3 separate regions of the Mus musculus genome follow, and all the other regions are linked to region 2. The links are chromatin contacts, called in public promoter capture Hi-C maps. All regions are on one chromosome and are shown on one strand. The core of a region is the stretch at or near the end of the contact, and the rest is flanking DNA. Distances in the headings are between cores, read along the strand shown. Region 1 holds the start of Ier5 (immediate early response 5). Region 2 holds the start of Arpc5 (actin related protein 2/3 complex, subunit 5). Region 3 holds the start of Tpr (translocated promoter region, nuclear basket protein).

Region 1 (2,700 bases), core at 104-2,603, 2.3 Mb after region 2:
CCTCTTCCAATAAGCCTCCAACTCTAGGTCTCAGGATGAGACTCGAGAGCCACGGCCCAGCCGGGCTGCCCCTTCTGGGGCGATGTGCTGCCCGGCAGCAACCAGTCTCCCCTACGCGCCCAGCGCCTACGGTCTCGGCTCGTCCTCGCGGCCGGGAGAGGCCCCGGCCGCACTTCGGGGACTCCCGCTGCTCAAGCTCCAGCCACTCGGGTCCCGGGGGCTCAGAAGGCCACGATGGCTGTGCTCCAGGGGCTCATGTCTCTCAGCACCGGCTTGTCGCAGCAGATCTGCCCCGGCTCGGCGGCTTCCGGGCCGCCCTCCTCCGCCTCCTCTTCCTCTCGGCCGCCTGCGGGGCTTTTCCGTAGGAGTCCCGAGAAGCTAGACCCGAAGATGCTGATGAGGTTTGCCACGTTCCCGGTCTCCATCTCCTCGTCGGTGTCGTCCTCGCCGGTGACTGGCTGCTCCTCCGAGTTCCGGCGCGGCTTCTTGAGAGGGGTAGAGCCGGGTGCCGAGCAGCTCGCGCGGCCGCCACCCACTCCCGCTGCGCCACGCTTCCTGGGACACGGGGCGGGTGGCGCGGGGGACCCGTCCTCGGAGGACCGCTCCTCCACGGCCGGGGGACAGCCGCACGGGCGGCGCACTGCCCGGGGCCCCTCGGGGCACGCGTCCGAGCCACCTCCTGAAGACGCCGCGCGCGGACGCTCCACGCGGCCCCAAGCAGCTGCCGCCGAGTCCTCCTCTCCGCCCCGGAGAGCTTCCCCCGATCCGGCCACCGCGGCCACCGGTTCTGAGCTTCCCGCTCCGGGCGTGTGGCACACGGAGGGACGCTGAGGCTGAGGCTGCGGCTGAGGCTCGGGCTCCGGCCAGGCGGCACGGGCGACCGGCGGGGGCGGCTCTCCCCAGCCGGAGGGTGGCCCGGCTACAGGCTCTCCAGGCTGCTGAGGCGGCGGCACCGCCGGGGTCCCCGCAGGGCCAGCCAGGTAGAGGCCAGGGCAGGGGTCACTCAGGTAGACTTGGCGGGCGCTGCGCAGCACCAACGACACCAAGAGGTTCTTGTGCAGCTTGATGCCGCCGCGCTGGACCCGCGAGTTGTAGATCTTGCCCAGGGAGATGCTGACGATGCGGTGAGCCTCCAGCTTGAACTCCATCCTGCCTTCGCTTCCAGACGATAGGGTGAACGCCTGCTTGCCTTCTGAAGCTGCGAGAGGAGCTGTAGGCGGGATCAGGTCTTCCTCTGTGGTTGTACCCTCGGCGTCTGAAAGCTCGGTGGAGAAAAGACCTGGTGACGCGTAGTCCCCCTCCGCCGCTTCCCTTCAGACAACAGAACCGTTCTGAGCCGGACTCTAAACTGAGCGCTGCGGGGCCACACTGCACCTTATATATGCTCCTCGAACGCCAATCACAAAGCGCCGCTAACCGTTCTGGGCGGGCAGATGTGCCTCGTGCTCCGCCCCCGACCAATCAGAGGCAGAGGAGGGGCCCCAGGGCCTGTTCAAACGTTAGTCCCGCGGAGCAAGCTCTTAAAGGGGGAGATTGCAGGCAGCCCATTGATCATGTGCGGTGGGATTTGTGTTCAGAGGCGTTGATAGAGGAGAACGAGGCCCACAGAACTGTATGTAGTAAGGGATTCCGCTTTGTGATGTACCTTAGCACACTGACTGGAACTTTCATTCGTTTAGTGTGCTGGAATCTACTGCACAATAAAATTCAGTTCCTTTCATACACAATTTCCAGCTGCTCATAGCTGTTTCAGCTGTAATTTCTGGTCATTCTTGGCAGAAATGGAAGCGATGACAATATATGACAACTAGCACGATATATTTGAGATATTATGTTGGAGTTAGCCCCTTTCCCATTAGCGTTATACTCAGCATTTAACTACAAACAAAAGGGAACGTTCTAGAAATACCCAAGCTTCTGCCTTATGAAGGAACAGAATTCAGGTACAACGTTGTTTGTTCTCACCTAAAGCTGGCATCTTTCATTTCGTTCCCCAGATTCTCAGTTATCACATATTTTAAATGGAAGATGTTACCTATTTCTCCACAATGGTTTTCTTTGTTTGTCTGTTTGTTTAATACCCCCCCCCCACACACACACACAATAAGTAACTGATCTATTTTGGGGGAAATCTAGTAAGTTCTAAAAATACAAATAAGTTCTGGTTTCCCATGTTGATTATGTAAATTGTTTTTTGTCAAGTATGGGGGGAGGGTTCCTAAAATTTTTCTGGTCAGTCAATGTAGTCCCATCCACTGAGTCTTGCAAATCCCTGTCAGAAGGACCATGACAAGATTGTACTGGTGCCTGATGGCTCTGTAAATTGCCTTATGGCCCTGAAGTTTCAAATATAAAATGAAGAAATCACAGATACACCTTCTTTATTACACAGAAGATAAATGGCAACTCTCAGAGTCAATCTAAATAATAAAGTTAACCACAGCTTACACGGTGTCTATGTGAAAGGTTTGCCTGACCCTACAATAGGTTTGGCCATTTACATGGAAGAAATACTAGTGAGAGGTAGGCTTGATTAAGAGCCAGTTCACAACCAGGATGCCTTCAGATCTGATGGTTTGGGGGATGCTAACTTTGGCCACTATTACTGCTACAACTGAAGCCCAGAGTCCCTCCCTTCTAGGAATTCTCAGCCCACATAGAGAAGGAGAGAAAATAATTATAACATGTAGCAACAGCAAC
Region 2 (2,870 bases), core at 22-2,521:
GAAAAGCACATTAGCCCCATCTTAGTACTAAGAAATCCAAGGTTCCAATTTTTAAGCAACATGCCTCAATCATGCAGATTATGAGAGCAGAAAAGTCGAGACTCAGCCTGCTTTTTGATCCCAAGCCCAGTGCTCTTTTCCAGTACGGCAGAGCAAACGAGAAAACTCAACAGGATGACATCCAGCCTTCTGCTATACGTGAAACCAGGTGGTTCTGCATCGAAGCAGGGCAAAGCCAAATGTCTGAATTAATTTTATTCTGTAAATACTTGTACTACGGTATATTACACAGAGCACAGCTATTATTTGATTAATCTTTGTGCCTCTGCCTCCTCAACAGAAGCTCTGATCTCACAAACCGGAATATGGAATATAGCAAAAAGCTGATTTGACGTGCTTCCAGGAACCTTAAACAATAAATAACAACCTTGAAAGTCCAGTCTCTATTAATCCTTGCACTCGCTATTTTCCCTCAGCACTGAAGAGCCTAACTCGCCCACCCTCTTCTGGCATTCTTGCTCCAAATAACTACTTATTTTAAGATGTGATGACTGATTCTAGAAAATGCTACAAGTTTGCCCCAATTTCACTACCTGGCCCAAGCGTCTTTTCCCTCCCTCCAGATGGAGAGAATACCTAGTTCAGATTCTGCAGGTCCGGTCGCGATGCTGTCACACAGCACTGACAGGTAAGAAGTGACCTTTTCGATTCCGTCCTTGGGGACCTCCCACCGACAGCGTGCCAAGAGTCCAAGCCGGGGAAGGGGCTCTCAGCTCGGGAAGGCAGCCCCCGGCGGCGCACGGTCCGAATGGAGGGCTCCGATCACTAGTTCCGAGCTGGGCATCACTTTGCCTCATACTCCTGCAGACTGCAGGGGACTAGGTTCTGCAGCCAGTCCATCGCACCCCACGCGCGAGTCCGGTCACCCACACTTCACACCGGACCCCAACAACCAGCGGCTGGCACCGACAGCGGCGGCGGCAGCAGCACTCCAGGCCACGCTCCCGAGGTGCCCATAGCCTCCAGCCCAAGACCCCCCGCAAGGCAGGACCGCAGAAAAGCGTTTCTATGGGAACGTCCCGGGCATCACGTGATGCTCCCCGGCGACCAATCGCGTCTCCGCGCCGCCTCTGCCAGCTTTCTGTCGACCCGCCGCCCCCGCCTCCTTCTCCAGCCCCGCCCCTTTCCTGCAGCGGGCCCGCGCGTGCGCGGTGCGTCCCGCGCGCTCCCCTGCCGACGCGCGCTCCCGGGGGACGCGGGGGCGGAGCGGGGGCTGAAGGATGGCTGCAAGCAGAGGAGGAGGCCGAGCCCGCTAGCGCGCAGGCCCAGAAGCTTGCAAGCCGCGGCTGCCGGCGACGCCCCAGAGCGGAAGAGGGAAGTGAGTCGGACCGGGCTGGGCTCGCTAAAGGAGAGGCACCGCGGAGGGGCAGGCCAGCGTCGCGTCGCGATCCGGGATGTCGAAGAACACGGTGTCGTCGGCCCGCTTCCGGAAGGTGGACGTGGACGAATATGACGAGAACAAGTTCGTGGACGAGGAGGACGGCGGCGATGGCCAGGCCGGGCCCGACGAGGGCGAGGTGGACTCGTGCCTACGGCAATATCCTTACGCTCGCGGCGGCCGGGGGTTGTGGGGACGCGGGGCCACGCGACCGGCTGTGCCCGGCTCTAGGTGGGGACGGAGGACAGGAGCTCCCGGGGCCAGCAGGCCGCCTGTACCCCGCGGCCGCGCCGGCGAACTTACCGGCGGCGCCCCGATTCCTCAGGTGCGCGGTCCTAAGCGGCCGCGCCCTCCCCGGGGCACCGCTGGTGTCCTAGTGGGCACCTGAGCCAGTCTCTGCCCGGTGGGGACACGGGCGTCCCGCTTGGAGTCTTGCTTTCCTGTCCGGTGTGTGTGGTTGGCGGAGCGGGGATAGTTTATCCCTAGCCAGGAGAGATGGAGCGGTTCGCAAATCGAGGCCCTCGGTACATTCAGCCCCGGGGCTATTTCATCGGCAGCATTGTTTATTAAGAGAGAAGGGCTTTGGCAAGGTGGCATTATAATTCATGAACGAGCCGAAGGGAGTTTTCTTCTCCAAAATTCCCAGTTAAAGCTTGGAACCTTTCACCTGCTAAGAAAAGGCCACTAAAAAAGGGATAGCGAATGCATGCAGAGAATCCCTGGGAATAATATAAGATGAACCCCAGTGAATAAAGCAGAGAATGAGTCGGTTCTATAAATCAACATTGTTTTTCTGAAATTGTTTCCCTTCTAGTTAAAACATGGCTGTCAGTTCCTGGTTCCTTGGTTTGCATATCTGAATATTCATAACCTCGAAATTCATTTGCATCGATCCCTTAGAAAAATAGAATGTTACAAAAATCCAAACTGGAGCTTTAGAAAAATCGTATTCATTAAGTCTGTTCATACAGCTCTCCCCTCATCAATTTTCTACTAGATTATAATGAAGAAAGTGAGCAAAAACAGTGGTAACCACAGCATCAAACGTACATATATGTGCAGTATAGGTTTAACTTTCATTACCATAACTTTCACAGTTGTTACTAATTTGATTATTTGTTAAAATACTTGGGTTTTTTTTTTCTTTAAAAGACCATGCAGGCTTGACAGTAGTTTATTACCTACTGTAGATAATTTTTTATTAGACCCTTTGCACAGAAATGGTGAGCTTATTCTTTGTTTGTTTGGGTTTTTTTTTTTTTTTTTTTTTTTTTTTTTTTTTAGTCTTTATGGTGGATATATGATATTTTATTAAACTAATGTATTTTAGGTAATTTCTGGTGATTCCTACTGCTGTGTTCATTATCAATTCAGTCTACCTTTTTGTCAATCCATTTTAAAATATAAAGATATTGTCTCTGGTTCTAACTAG
Region 3 (2,700 bases), core at 183-2,682, 2.4 Mb before region 2:
AGGAAATAAGGATACCATTCAACACATCTAATTTCTTATTTTAGATCTACTCCTTAGCTGCATTCTCTATGACAATTTATTGGTGAACTTCGATATTCTTGTTTCTAAAATATGGAAGCTGAATTTCTGATTAGTTCATTAAGAGGAGAGAGACTCAAATTTGTTTACCCAATAGTGACTGTAAAACGACTGTTTTCTACAAATTGTGCAAGGTGGGAAGGCACAAATGTGTGATTGCTGCTATGAGACAACTCCTAATAACAGCCACTTAGGTAACCAGTCTGCAATGACAATTATCTATATTGCTTCAATTCTACACGGGACATTTTTCTAAGGACTTCACATGTATTGATATTTAATACAAATTCCTGCACGGTAAGTACTATTATTGTCGTCTCCGTTTTATACATAAAGAAATCAAAAAGAAATGTTAAATAACTCCTCCAAATGACTAAAGTAGTGAGTGTGAAAGGTGGGATTTAAGTTCTCTCAATCTGTTTTGCTTGCGGTGGCAATGATACTCAGCCCTTCAATTGAATCATTGCAGGAACATCTCCTGTTCTCATCTCCTGTCCTCTTCTTCAGCTTGTGAATTCAGTTATGAATCTCCTACTAATTTAATCCCTCCCATCCCCTTCATTAAGACAGAGCCTGACTCCTAACACAGGCTGTCCTGGAATGATAACCCCCCCACCTCTTAATCCCTGTAGCTGACACCACAGGCATGTGCTCTCCTTATTTTCAATCAAAAGGCAACAAATTCTTCCAGAAAAGTACCCAGCCATGAAACGAAGTACACGCTGATATTGCTGAGTCGTGTTCGGGAAACAGACATAGTTCTGTTACTGTGGCAAAATGACAAGTGTCTCAATAAAACTGTCCTAAAAATGTTAAAATTAAAAACGTCAACATCAGACATTTGCCTGCAATGTCATCTTACTACATAAACAACAAAATTTGATTTTTTTTCTGTTTAAAATATTAACCAGACTACTTTAATTTCGCACTAAGTCATTCGGTACCTCACACCCACAAAAGCATGTAGGTACCAGGTTTGACACTAAGCTAATCTCCTCCGAACAGGGCTTGAGTGTGCACCAGTGACTGACTGTTCCATATGGTCCCTAAATCCTTTCTTTTCTCCCCGAAAAGGAAGCTGGTGGTGCCCGGGTGCACACATATTCCTTGGCCGACTAACTTGATCTCAGAATGTGCACATGTGGCAAATAAATCCCTGGAGCTTTCTGTCAGCGAGAGAACTCGAGTTAGGGTACAAGTAGCTACCTTCAAAGGCCAGGTGCCACTCAGGTCCCCACGTCCACAGCCAATGATCTCATCAGAAAGCGACAGCAGAGACACTTCCTACTCCAAACGCGGGTCGCGGCCCCAACGGGTGCAGACTGATGACGCAAGCCGTCCCGCACCCATCTCCGCAGCTCTTCTACCCAAGCGAGGGAGGCCTGCACCCCGCCCCTCTCGGGGCACCGTTAAGATCGTGGCGGTAGCCCAGAGCCTGTCGAGACACCCTGCCGTGACCCATGACCTCTGGTGGCTCGGCTTCTAGAAGTGGCCACAGAGGAGTACCCATGACATCCCGGGGTTTTGACGGTAAGGTCGTCTTGCTCCTCCGGGATAAGGACGAGGGTGGCTGCGTACTTATGTAGCGCCCCCGCGCGGGCACTCGTCACAGCCATAGGAGGCGAGCCGGGGGCGGGGAGAAAGAAGGAAGTGGGGCGAGAGGTGCGGCCTGAGCGCGCGTAAGCGGGTGAGAAATACACTACATTTCCCAAGAGTCTCTGGGGCTGGAAACCGGTGAAATCCCCAAAAAACTGGGGCCGAGGCTGCTGTGAACTCGCTTTCCCAGCGTGCCTAGCTCCCGGTGGCTGCGTGCGCAGAGAGGGCGCGGCGGCGCGGCTCTGGCTGCACCTAACGCGGGACTCTCTTTCCCAGGGTCCCGCCGCGGGAGTCTCAGGCGGGCAGGCGCGCGAGAGACCGCGAGCGAGGCGGCGGACGGGGCGGCTCCGGCGGCTGGGCTCCGCGCTTCTCCTTGCTCCTTGGCTTCTCCTTCAGCCGCTGCGGCTGTTGCCGCGATCCCGGCCGACATGGCGGCGGTGTTGCAGCAAGTGCTGGAGCGCCCGGAACTGAACAAACTGCCGAAGTCGACGCAGAACAAACTTGAGAAGTTCCTGGCCGAGCAGCAGTCCGAGATCGACTGCCTGAAGGGGCGGCACGAGAAATTTAAGGTGGAGAGTGGTAAGTGTGGAGACGCTCTTCGCGCTCCGGTCTGGAGCTGGGGCCCGACCTCCTTTGCACGCCTGCCCTCTTCTCCCTGGTGAGGTGTTCAGGTAGCAGCTTCTCAGGCTCCATGTGCAGCGGAGGCCTTCTCTCTTCTCCCCGCTGTGTGGTTTAGATCGGGGGGCGGGGGGATCCTCCCCGATCTAAATCCACCTTCGTTTACCTCGGTTTCCTTTTACTAAGCGTAGTCTTCTGTGGAAACTCCTCAATGGGCCCACCGACAGAAACTGGAGAATTTGGCCCAGTTTGCACCAGATTTTTAGGACTATGCAATCCTAATCTAATGTTGTTTTGCTGTACTTTAAATGACAGTTAAGCGCCCCCCCCCCAGTTTGTTTGTTTTTAAACTGGATTTATAAGCCTTTACCCATTTCCCCCCTTTAGTGCCTTGTTTTAGTGTGTATA

The links. Promoter capture Hi-C pulls out the DNA fragments that hold promoters and counts their contacts. Capture Hi-C pulls out chosen DNA fragments and counts their contacts.
Region 1: a promoter capture Hi-C map of liver shows a contact between it and region 2, with 2.3 times the contacts expected there. The contact joins the promoter of Ier5 here to the promoter of Arpc5 in region 2.
Region 3: a promoter capture Hi-C map of liver shows a contact between it and region 2, with 3 times the contacts expected there. The contact joins the promoter of Tpr here to the promoter of Arpc5 in region 2. A contact is called at or near these places in 2 of 39 promoter capture datasets (liver and pre-B cells), 4 of 484 Hi-C or Micro-C datasets (B cells, CD4 T cells, CD8 T cells and 1 more) and 2 of 9 other capture datasets (adipose tissue and liver).

Annotation. Positions count from the first base shown.
Region 1 is chr1:155,098,283-155,100,982 of GRCm38.p6, forward strand. It overlaps Ier5 (immediate early response 5), which reads right to left and starts at 1,354. Exons shown (of 1, transcript NM_010500.2): 1 at 1-1,354. The coding sequence starts at 1,148. The coding sequence ends at 222.
Region 2 is chr1:152,765,271-152,768,140 of GRCm38.p6, forward strand. Arpc5 (actin related protein 2/3 complex, subunit 5) reads left to right here and starts at 1,272. Exons shown (of 4, transcript NM_026369.2): 1 at 1,272-1,597. The coding sequence starts at 1,455. It also overlaps a transcript of Rgl1 not described here.
Region 3 is chr1:150,391,406-150,394,105 of GRCm38.p6, forward strand. Tpr (translocated promoter region, nuclear basket protein) reads left to right here and starts at 1,433. Exons shown (of 52, transcript NM_133780.3): 1 at 1,433-1,608; 2 at 1,951-2,253. The coding sequence starts at 1,539. It overlaps Odr4 (odr4 GPCR localization factor homolog), which reads right to left and starts at 1,650. Exons shown (of 14, transcript NM_145511.2): 1 at 1,285-1,650.